Regions from separate parts of the Mus musculus genome. Here regions 2 and 3 are each linked to region 1. Evidence: chromatin contacts called from public ChIA-PET and promoter capture Hi-C data. All regions are on one chromosome and are shown on one strand. Each heading gives the region's core, a stretch centred on a gene start, on an enhancer-like site or on the middle of the called end of the contact. The rest is flanking DNA. Distances are from core to core; before and after follow the strand shown. Region 1 holds the start of Slc31a1 (solute carrier family 31, member 1). Region 2 overlaps Rgs3 (regulator of G-protein signaling 3). Region 3 has its middle 18 kb from the start of Gm30699.

Region 1 (2,882 bases), core at 104-2,603:
ACATCTCTCTCTCACACACACACACACAATCAAAAGAAAGCCAGTCATCTTATGGTCACTCCTGTATTGACTGCCCAGTATTCTAGGAGACTAATCATTATTGGTAGGATGATGTGTCAGTCATTCTTAAGTAGGTTCATCACTATGCACAAAACTTGTAAAGCAGGCGTTCAAAGAAGGGCTGTGCAAAGATGTGAGCTTTGCAGTTAACAAGTCTGAAGGGAGACATGAGGTCCACTAGGACAACGCAAGGGAAAACACTGAGCTAATTATTAAAGGGGGGGGGTGGGGTGGATCTAGCCTGCCGTTAAAGACTTCTCTCCCAAGATGGCATATATGATGTTTGAAAGCAGAAGAAAACGAATAGTCTTTCCCATTGGCGTTACACCTTAGGGCTTAAAAAGCATAATTTCGCAGGCACTTCGTGAGCAATCAATGTGCACCAGGAGTTACTGTTCTGAGACCTAGACAGAAATGAGCAACCATAAGCAGTTCAGTCAGGGCTTAGATTTCAGTAGGTTCCATGTGCTAAGGCTTGTGGAAATATGGAAGATGAAGCAGACTATTCCTCCCGGGACTGTGAAAGCAAAGAATCACCAAAAAGGTAACCTCTGAAGTAGGCTTTGAAGGATGCCAGAGATGGCCCACCAGGTCCTGGTTCAAAGTGTCACCATCCTGTTCTCGGGGAAGAGAAAGTCTCTTGAGTTTACAGCTCGTATATTTATTATAGGAGCTGACTCCTATATAAACTCCGAGGCAAGCAGTCTCCCCAGCAATCCTCTCCATTTCACTGGAGAAAGTGTGATTCACAAAGCAAAAGGGTGTCAAGGGAGGTTCCAGTTCCTGAACCCAGACGGGCCGAGGTGACACCGCTACTCAGAATGCGAAGGCTGAGCGGTGGAACGCGCCGAGGGTCTGTCTAGACCCGGAAGTTGGGAAGCGGCCTGAGAAGAGCCCGACCCCTGCAGCCACCGCGCCAGTCTCTCAGCCCAGCGCTCGGGTCCCGTTCCTCAATCACTCACCCGCCGCTTGGCGAGAGGAAGTCGGTGTCATCCTCGTCTCCGGCACCGAACATCACGTCGGCTTTCGCCCAGCTGAAGGGAGGAGGAAGTTGGATGTTCCCAGGGCCTGTCACCGCCGGTAACGTAAAACGCCGTGGCGGCGAGCTGCTTTCCGGCAGGACAAACTCTCTCAGGGTAGTGAGGCCCAGAGGAGACCCAGCGGTGGAGGAGGTGGAGCAAAGGCAAATGAGGAGGTGAGCTCCCAGTGACGCAAGGCCTCACCAGCCCTCCGAGGAGGTGGAGTTCCTAGGTTCTGAGCGGTGATTGGTGGGATCACCCAGGGGGCGGGTCCAGGGCGGGAATCCGCGGCCTTTACTGCGGTCGTGGGACACGTCGAGCCGGGCAGTAGTGGCGGGGGCTTGGTAGAAGTCCGTACCGGACTAGGGGATCCAGTTCTGAGAGGAAGACTAAGGCGGCGGGGCTTACCCTGTGAAGGTAAGGTCACTCCCCTCCTTTTCCCAAACCCGGCGTGTTCGCTGTCCTTTTCCCTCCCGAACCCTGGACCCCCCGCAGCTCCCTTAAGCTGGGCGGAAGGAGAAAGAGCCCCGGACTAGAAGTCATGGGATCTGAGCCGAACAGTGGCAGGGATCTTACAGCGACATTGCTGTTATGACCTTAGGGCAGGGTGCTCGGTGCCTCAGTTTCCCCATCTACGCAAAGGACCGCGTGTCCAGTGTCTCCATATGCGCTTTTTCAAGGTTTTAAATCTCTGAAATCATCGAGTCTGATCCGGGTCTCTTCGTAATAAACTGATCTGCAGGCAAGAAGACAGAAGAACTAGCCACTTGGGTGACTAGTCCGAGGTCACACAGAGTGAAGAGCAGACCTGGTCCTTTGTATCAGGGTTTAGAGAGCTGATGAGTGAGGAAGCCTGGCCCTTAACTAGACTGTGTGGCATAGGACTTGGGAAAGGACCCTGTTTCTAAAGTCCAGATAAGAGAGGTCCAGAAGAGCTGGGATATTCGGGAGGGTGGATGATGGACGAGACTTTGAAGGTAGAAAGTCCTCAATCCAGTTTTGCTGAGCTGAGTTTTGTTGCCAAGGTTTTAAGTCAACATTGGTTGTCGCTGACTTTTCTGCCTCCAGTTTTCGCCCACTCTGTTGCATGTCTTTCTTCTATATTTCTTTGGTTAGCCTGTTTTGTTTTTGTTTTTGGGTTTTTTTTTTTTTTTTTTTGAACGATCTTGCTTAGCCACGCTGTGGCTAAGCAGATAGTGTGTCCCAGTGTCCATTTCCACAGTTCTCATTGGAGTTCTTTCTGGTTTTCTTCCCAGTCAGGTTGATCCTGTAAGTGTCCCTTTCCGGAATGTTTTAGTCTCTTCTGATGATACTAAAGAGATTGGAAGCTCTCTCCCAGAGAACTTTGTACCTCTTGGCACTTCCCCTGTGGGGCTTTTTATTACAGTTTTTGAACTACTAACTTGTAAGTCTTCTTGCCCACAGTGGATTCTCATTAATTTTTTATTAGATTGAATAATATAACTTAGCTTTGTTCCCTTGTTCCTTAATTTACTCTCGGTTTTTTTTTTCCCCCGTGCGACCCAAAGAGCCAAGCAGTGGCTCTTGTCTTTTATAGGTAGCTTCCAGAAAGATAAAAATGCTGTACTGGCTGTGAACTGTCTGGGTTGCTTGGTCTCTTTTGTTCATTGAAGGTGACTGTACTATTGTCTAAAACTCCAGGGGAGGGGGAAGGGGAAATAGTGTAGTTAGAAATATTATATGTTACTTACAATTTTTGTGAGTAAATTATTCCTGTTTATCTGAGGATAAGGCTGCTGGCCTGCTTCCTGTGTTTATTTTACAGATTAAGATGGTTAGAAC
Region 2 (2,761 bases), core at 202-2,701, 330 kb after region 1:
GGCCCTTGACTACCCCTTCTCCCAGTAGCTGGTGGGCGTCTGAGGTCAGCAGCCACAGCTGGTGCGAGCAGGTGCTTCTGGGCATCGTCGATACCATCCTTCCCCAGCCTGATCCAAGCTCTGGATTGCATTTGGGAGAGGATTTGATTAGGCCCCGGGCAATGGCTCCATTTAGAGGGCCTGGCTCATTTCCTGTGGCTGCTAGCAGGCGAGACAAGGACAGAATTAACCCTGCTCCAGCCTGGCTAAAGAAGTGATAGATGGGGGGATATGGACCTGGAGGAATACAGACATAGAAGGATATGGACTTGCGGGGGATACGGACCTGGAGGGATATGAGCACTCTCAGGGAGCAACCGCTTGTTATGATTGGGATCTAATGCCCTGTCAGAGCAGGCTAGCATCCCTGGGGGCACCCCGGGTGGGTTTTTATCAGCCCAGCCTGTAGCAGCACCCTCCAAATTGTGTGTTCCCCACTACTCGAACTTCTTTACTAGAGCACTCAACACGTGGCTTGTCTAGCCTCTAGTTTATTTCTTCCTTGAGGTCTAGCTCCTTGTTCCCTGCTGCCCTGCAGTGTGTATGAAGAGATGAATGGAGCTGTTCTGCCCTCATGGCCTCTCAGCATTGCCAGAGCTGGTTCCACAAAGACACTATCTATGCCCATGCCATTCTCAGGACAATCCACCCTGCCATATATCCCCTCTCCCTTTTCCCCTCTTTGTATCCCCCTCCTGCCATTCCACACTTCTGGGGGTTCTCGGGTCTCCTAGAATATGCCCTCAAGCCGCTACCATCCCAGCTAGCTCTCCCAGGAACACTGGCCTGACCGAACCTGCCCACAGTGGTCACAGTACACAGAGATCCTGCCTGGGTGGGTGGCATAGAATGAGGAGTTCTAGGCCCCATCTACAAAGCATTGACTTTGTGTAAGCTTACTCACAAACTGTTCCCTTTCTTTCTAGATATGTTTCCTCCCTGCCTCCCCCACCCCATTCCCAGTATGTGCGACACCTGGGACAGAAAACAGGGGGGTTAATCCTGCATGAGCCTCAGCTTTCTTAGATAATTGTCTCATGGCCTCAGGCCTCTGCTTCCCATCTCTGGAATGAGACCCCTAATAAGTGGCCATTGCATCAGTACATCTCCTGGGCTAGGCACGGGGAAGACCCTAACCAGAGCCTGTGAGTCCCATGTGGCCTCCCCAGGCACAGCTGGAGAAAAGGAGAGGTTGAGTAGCACAGCTGGAGAAAAGGATAGGCACAGCCAAAAAGTGGGCCCCATTGTATCAAAGCCAGAGTCTGAAAGGGCACTGGAGCCCATAACCACCAGGCTGTCTGAAAGCCTGTCAGCTCCGGTGACTTCCTAGATGATCCCTCAGGGTAGGGCCTCTGGGGACAGGCACCCTTCTGTGCAGCAGCACTTCCCTTCTGGTTTTGTTTGGTTTGGCCCCAGACTAGGGCTGAGGCAGGCTGACTTGCATTTCTGGTTTGGGGTTTGTTGCCTAAGGGGATAGGATAGGCTCTGCCAATAGGCACCTGTGGGACAGGTTCAGGCCCTTCCCCCAGGCCCCCAGGAAAGTGACATTCACTTGAATCCTCTGTGAGTGTCACTCTGTGCTAGGCCCCAAGGGCACCCAGCACTGTTTCCTTCCATCTTTTCCCAGGACAATAAGAGGCAGATGGAGGTTTGGTTATGGCAAAAGGGCATGTGTGTGTGTGTGTGTGTGTGTGTGTGTGTGTGTGTGTGTGTGTTTGTGTATGTATGTAAATGTGGGGTGCCATGAACTTGCTGCAGGAAAATTTGCTTTCTGATGCAGATACTGCCTGGCAGACAGGTGATGAAAGGTTTGGTTCTCAGGCTGAGATTTGATAATGGGTTTTGAGCTCAGGATTAGAATTTGGTGATGGGTGTGGTACTCAGGCTGGGATTTGGTGATGGGTTTGGTACTCAGGCTAAGATTTGGTGATGGGTGTGGTACTCAGGCTGGGATTTGGTGATGGGTTTGGAACTAAGGGTAAGATTAGAAGCAGATTTACAAAGAATGGAGGCAGATTTGGGTCCTGGCCCCAGCCTAGCCTCTGAATCGTACATGGTGGCTTTGCCCCGTCATTGAGGCTCACTGCTCAGACTCCTCAGCCTCCTGTCTGTTCCTGGATGATCTCCCTTTCTACCCGGGAACAGCCTGGAGAGGCTGAAGCTCAGGCCCCGAGTTTCTTCTTCTTGCTTCGTCTGGAGCAGGAGGCTTGGCATCACAGAGGCAAACTTTAATCCTGGGTGTTTGCGTCTACAGCTCTGTAGGGATGCTCTTGAGTTCAGACTTTCCCTTTAGATCCATCATTAACCCTACACAAGCCATCACCACACTCCTAGGCTATAATACAGTTCCAGGTGTGGGCATCCTGCCCAGAGACAGATACAGGACAGATGTCTCAGTTCCTTAAAGCACTGGAAATATGTATGTTTTGTAATGCTCTTAGGCGAGACCCCGTGAAAGGGTCTTTTGACCCTAAGGGGGTCAGGGCTCACAGGGTGAGAACCACAGGCTGAGGTCTAAGTTGTGGGGATTTGGGATGACTGATGCTTTAGGTTCTGAGGGGTCCCTGAGGATCCATCTCCTGGTTGGCTCCAGGATTCTTCAGGAATAGAAGCTATGTGGAGTCACTGGTGCCCATCTTTGGCCTGGGACCCACATCTTCAGAGTGTCTCCCCTGACTGGGGCCAGGTCATCTCATAGTCCTCGGCTGGCTCCTGCTTCCTC
Region 3 (2,919 bases), core at 382-2,881, 400 kb after region 1:
AAGCAGGTGGCCTGTGGGGGTCTAGGCTGAGAGGAAACATGGTTTCAGGAGAACTAGGCAAAAACCATATGGGAGGACCCAGTGCCCCCCACCCCAGGCCTCTGTCTCCTTGGTAACTGGCACCATGCAGCCCTCTCCAGGCCCCTGCGAGCCTTCAAGGCTGTGGGCCAAGGCCTTGGCAGATGGCTGACAGGATGCTGATTGGAAGCAGATGTGTGGGCGTGTCTGGCTGTGGGCCCAGAGGAGCTCCACATCTGGAGCCCTGGGGCTTGGAGTGGGGGGGATGCTCAGATGGTGAGAGGGACTTAGGGTGGGTGGGACTCAGACTCACTCCCTCACTCAGACCCCAGTGTTTTAGTGCACTTGGCCCCAGAAAGAAGAAATAGCTTCAATTTTCTCTGTGTACTCTGAAACTGGTTCTAAGCCAACCGTGGTTAGAAATCAACATCCGGTCTCTTCTACATTTTTTCACATGGGGAAACTGAGGCCCAGGGAGGAGCTAGGATGAGGACATGCTACGGCAAGTGGGGTGACTCAACCTGACATGGCTGTAGCCATCTTGGTGATACTCACCATTTTCCCTGCCTGCTGACCCTGGACCTCATCTCAGGCTCCAGGGTTCAGGACAGGTTGCTGTGACAGGCAGGTGAGCCGGGGGATGCCTGGGCTGTTTCTCAGCTGAGCTTCACTTGTTCATGGCTTTAGTTTTAGAGAGTGCTGAGGGACATCCTGCTTGGCTGCTGTTCATTTCTGCTCAGCCTTTTCTGGAAACTTCTTTGTCCCACTAGTGTGTCCCCAGGATCCTTTAGTTTTGCTATTGCCTATGACACTTTTCTGTTCTGAGTGCTGGACAGACTGCACATCATGTATTCATGGGTCTGCTCTCTCTCTCTCTCTCTCTCTCTCTCTCTCTGTGTGTGTGTGTGTGTGTGTGTGTGTGTGTCCGGGCACACATGTGTGTGCACACACATGTATATGCTTATGCTTGCCTGTAGAGGCCAGAGGTCAACAATGAGTGTCTTCTTTAATTTCTCTTCACATTATTTTCTGAGACAAAGTCCCTCGAAGGATCTAAAGTTTGCTGATTGGCTAGACTGGCTGGCCCGCTAGCCCAGGATCCTCCTGTCTTTCCCCTCCTCCCTTACTGGGACCCCAAGTATGCACCTATGTGCTTGGCTTTTATGTGGCTGAGTGGGGAGCTCAACTCCGCCTGTCTGCATTGATGTATTTTACTGAGCCGTCTCCTCTGCATGTCTTCTCCACCCGTCTGTTTCACGACAACATGTGAAGCCAGCCCTCCAGACAGGAAGAGTGATACTCTCTTGAATGGCTGAGAGAGAAGTGCACAGAATCTGTGCAGCCCTGCTATTAACACTGCAGAGTTTCCCGAGTCTTACTTCAGTGCTTATCTCCTCCTTGGGAGACCCTCTGCTCCCTGCCAAGCCACAGGGGGATTGTGGGCATGGCCTCCAACCCTGGGCCCTCAACCACATTCTTGGGATTGCTGGAGGGAGAGGCCGGGGCTGAAGCTTTGCGGTTTGCCTCTGTTTCCTGTTAGAAGAGCTACTGAGGCTTAATGTCACCGTTCATACCTCATCGGAGATCCAGAGATGACAGTCTGTCAGCCTCTGTCTGGATGCCTCCCGGAGGGGACACTCATCACCTCATCCACATGACCTGCCTGCCCCAGTCAGTGCTTATGCTGAGAGCACACTTGAATCCAGGTAGGGCCCTGACTCCTTGTCAAGGTCCCTCCACATCTCAAGCTATACCAGGCTGTTCTTCAGCTTCAGGAGTGGAGTGAACCCCCGAACTGCTCCTTCCACCAACCTGGTCCCTGAGGCCAAAGCTCAAGAGTTCTGCCTCCAGAGACTGTGAAGTACTGCCAGCAGGCAGCCCCTCCTCTTTGACTCTGGCCAAGCCACACGGGCTCCTGGTGCCTGTGAACTACACAGTTCTGGGCCATTCTGCTGAAGGCTATCTCTCTTCTCACTGGGAAAGGGAAGGCACCTCTGGCTCAGACTGGAAGTCAGCAACCAAAAATAAGGAAAGCTTCTTTCCAAAACTCGGTGTGTATCTCAGATGACACTTTTGTGTCTCTGGGGCTCAGTTTTGTCATCTTCAGAATGGGTGACGATTCCTGCTCAGCACCTGCGGGCTGGTATAAAATTCAATGGCAGCTCTGAAAGTGAACGCCTTGCGGGTAAGTGCAGGAGACAAAGGTAAAGATAGCTTAGCGACAGCATCTCAGGCAGAAGAGGCCCCAGGAGAACCCAGGCCCCCAGAATCCTATTCACAGGAACTCCTCTCCACACATCAAGCCTCAGGTCAGGTCTCTAGAAGACTCCAGGCAGATGTGCCTATAATCTTAAGGTGCCTGTGTCAAAAACATCACAGACCACAGCGTCCTAAGACAATTTCAGGGAAAGATGAGGTTTTTAGAACAATAGGGCAGTGTGGTGGTGAGTTTTAGAATCACCTGGGAAGGGAGTCTCAGTGAGGGATTGTCTAGATCATGGAATGGCCTGTAAACATGTCTGTGGGGGATTGTCTTTATTGCTGAGGTGGGAAGACCCAGCCCACTGTGGGTGAAACCATCCCCTAGGTGGGGGTGGGGGAATCTTGTACTATCTAAGTGTAGAGCGTGTAGAGAGTGAGCACAGGCATGCGCACACTTATTCCCAGTCTGTTCTTGGATGTGATGTCACTGGCTTCCTTACGTCTTTGCTGACTTTCCCACTGTGATGAACTATAACCTGGAACAGTGAGCCAAGGCAAACCCTTTGCCCCCACATGCTGCTTCTGACAGGATGTCTTACCACAGCAACGAAAATGAGACACAGCCACTCAAAAATCACTTTTAAAACCTACTGCAAGACAGAAGGAAAAACTGTCGTAGGTTTTGAATAAAAACAAACA

The links. Promoter capture Hi-C pulls out the DNA fragments that hold promoters and counts their contacts. ChIA-PET counts read pairs in DNA pulled down with a chosen protein or histone mark.
Region 2: a promoter capture Hi-C map of pre-B cells shows a contact between it and region 1, with 2.0 times the contacts expected there. The contact joins the enhancer-like site here to the promoter of Slc31a1 in region 1. A contact is called at or near these places in 4 of 39 promoter capture datasets (the C10 cell line, frontonasal cranial neural crest and pre-B cells), 4 of 484 Hi-C or Micro-C datasets (Th1 cells, muscle stem cells, pre-B cells and 1 more), 4 of 115 datasets of contacts at active chromatin or transcription factors (bone marrow-derived macrophages, embryonic stem cells, memory CD8 T cells and 1 more) and 2 of 9 other capture datasets (liver and pancreatic islet).
Region 3: an RNA polymerase II ChIA-PET map of memory CD8 T cells shows a contact between it and region 1, with 46 read pairs. The contact joins the enhancer-like site here to the promoter of Slc31a1 in region 1. A contact is called at or near these places in 5 of 39 promoter capture datasets (cranial neural crest, liver, maxillary cranial neural crest and 2 more), 4 of 484 Hi-C or Micro-C datasets (CD4 T cells, CD8 T cells, Th1 cells and 1 more) and 7 of 115 datasets of contacts at active chromatin or transcription factors (astrocytes, bone marrow-derived macrophages, cardiomyocytes and 4 more).

What each region holds. Positions count from the first base shown.
Region 1 is chr4:62,359,348-62,362,229 of GRCm38.p6, forward strand. Slc31a1 (solute carrier family 31, member 1) reads left to right here and starts at 1,354. Exons shown (of 5, transcript NM_175090.4): 1 at 1,354-1,496. Fkbp15 (FK506 binding protein 15) reads right to left here and starts at 1,249. Exons shown (of 28, transcript NM_001045528.2): 1 at 1,023-1,249. The coding sequence starts at 1,075.
Region 2 is chr4:62,685,495-62,688,255 of GRCm38.p6, forward strand. The region is part of intron 10 of Rgs3 (regulator of G-protein signaling 3); the gene reads left to right. Among named protein-coding and RNA genes, the nearest start is that of Gm52741, 17 kb to the left of the region's middle. Within about 2 kb of position 1,452, at least 135 of the 459 cell types and tissues checked have an H3K27ac peak or open chromatin away from gene starts, as enhancers often do. A contact at or near this core is called in Th1 cells, memory CD8 T cells, pre-B cells and 1 more, where this site is marked.
Region 3 is chr4:62,755,535-62,758,453 of GRCm38.p6, forward strand. No RefSeq gene overlaps it. Among named protein-coding and RNA genes, the nearest start is that of Gm30699, 18 kb to the right of the region's middle. Within about 2 kb of position 1,632, at least 79 of the 459 cell types and tissues checked have an H3K27ac peak or open chromatin away from gene starts, as enhancers often do. A contact at or near this core is called in CD8 T cells, Th1 cells, memory CD8 T cells and 1 more, where this site is marked.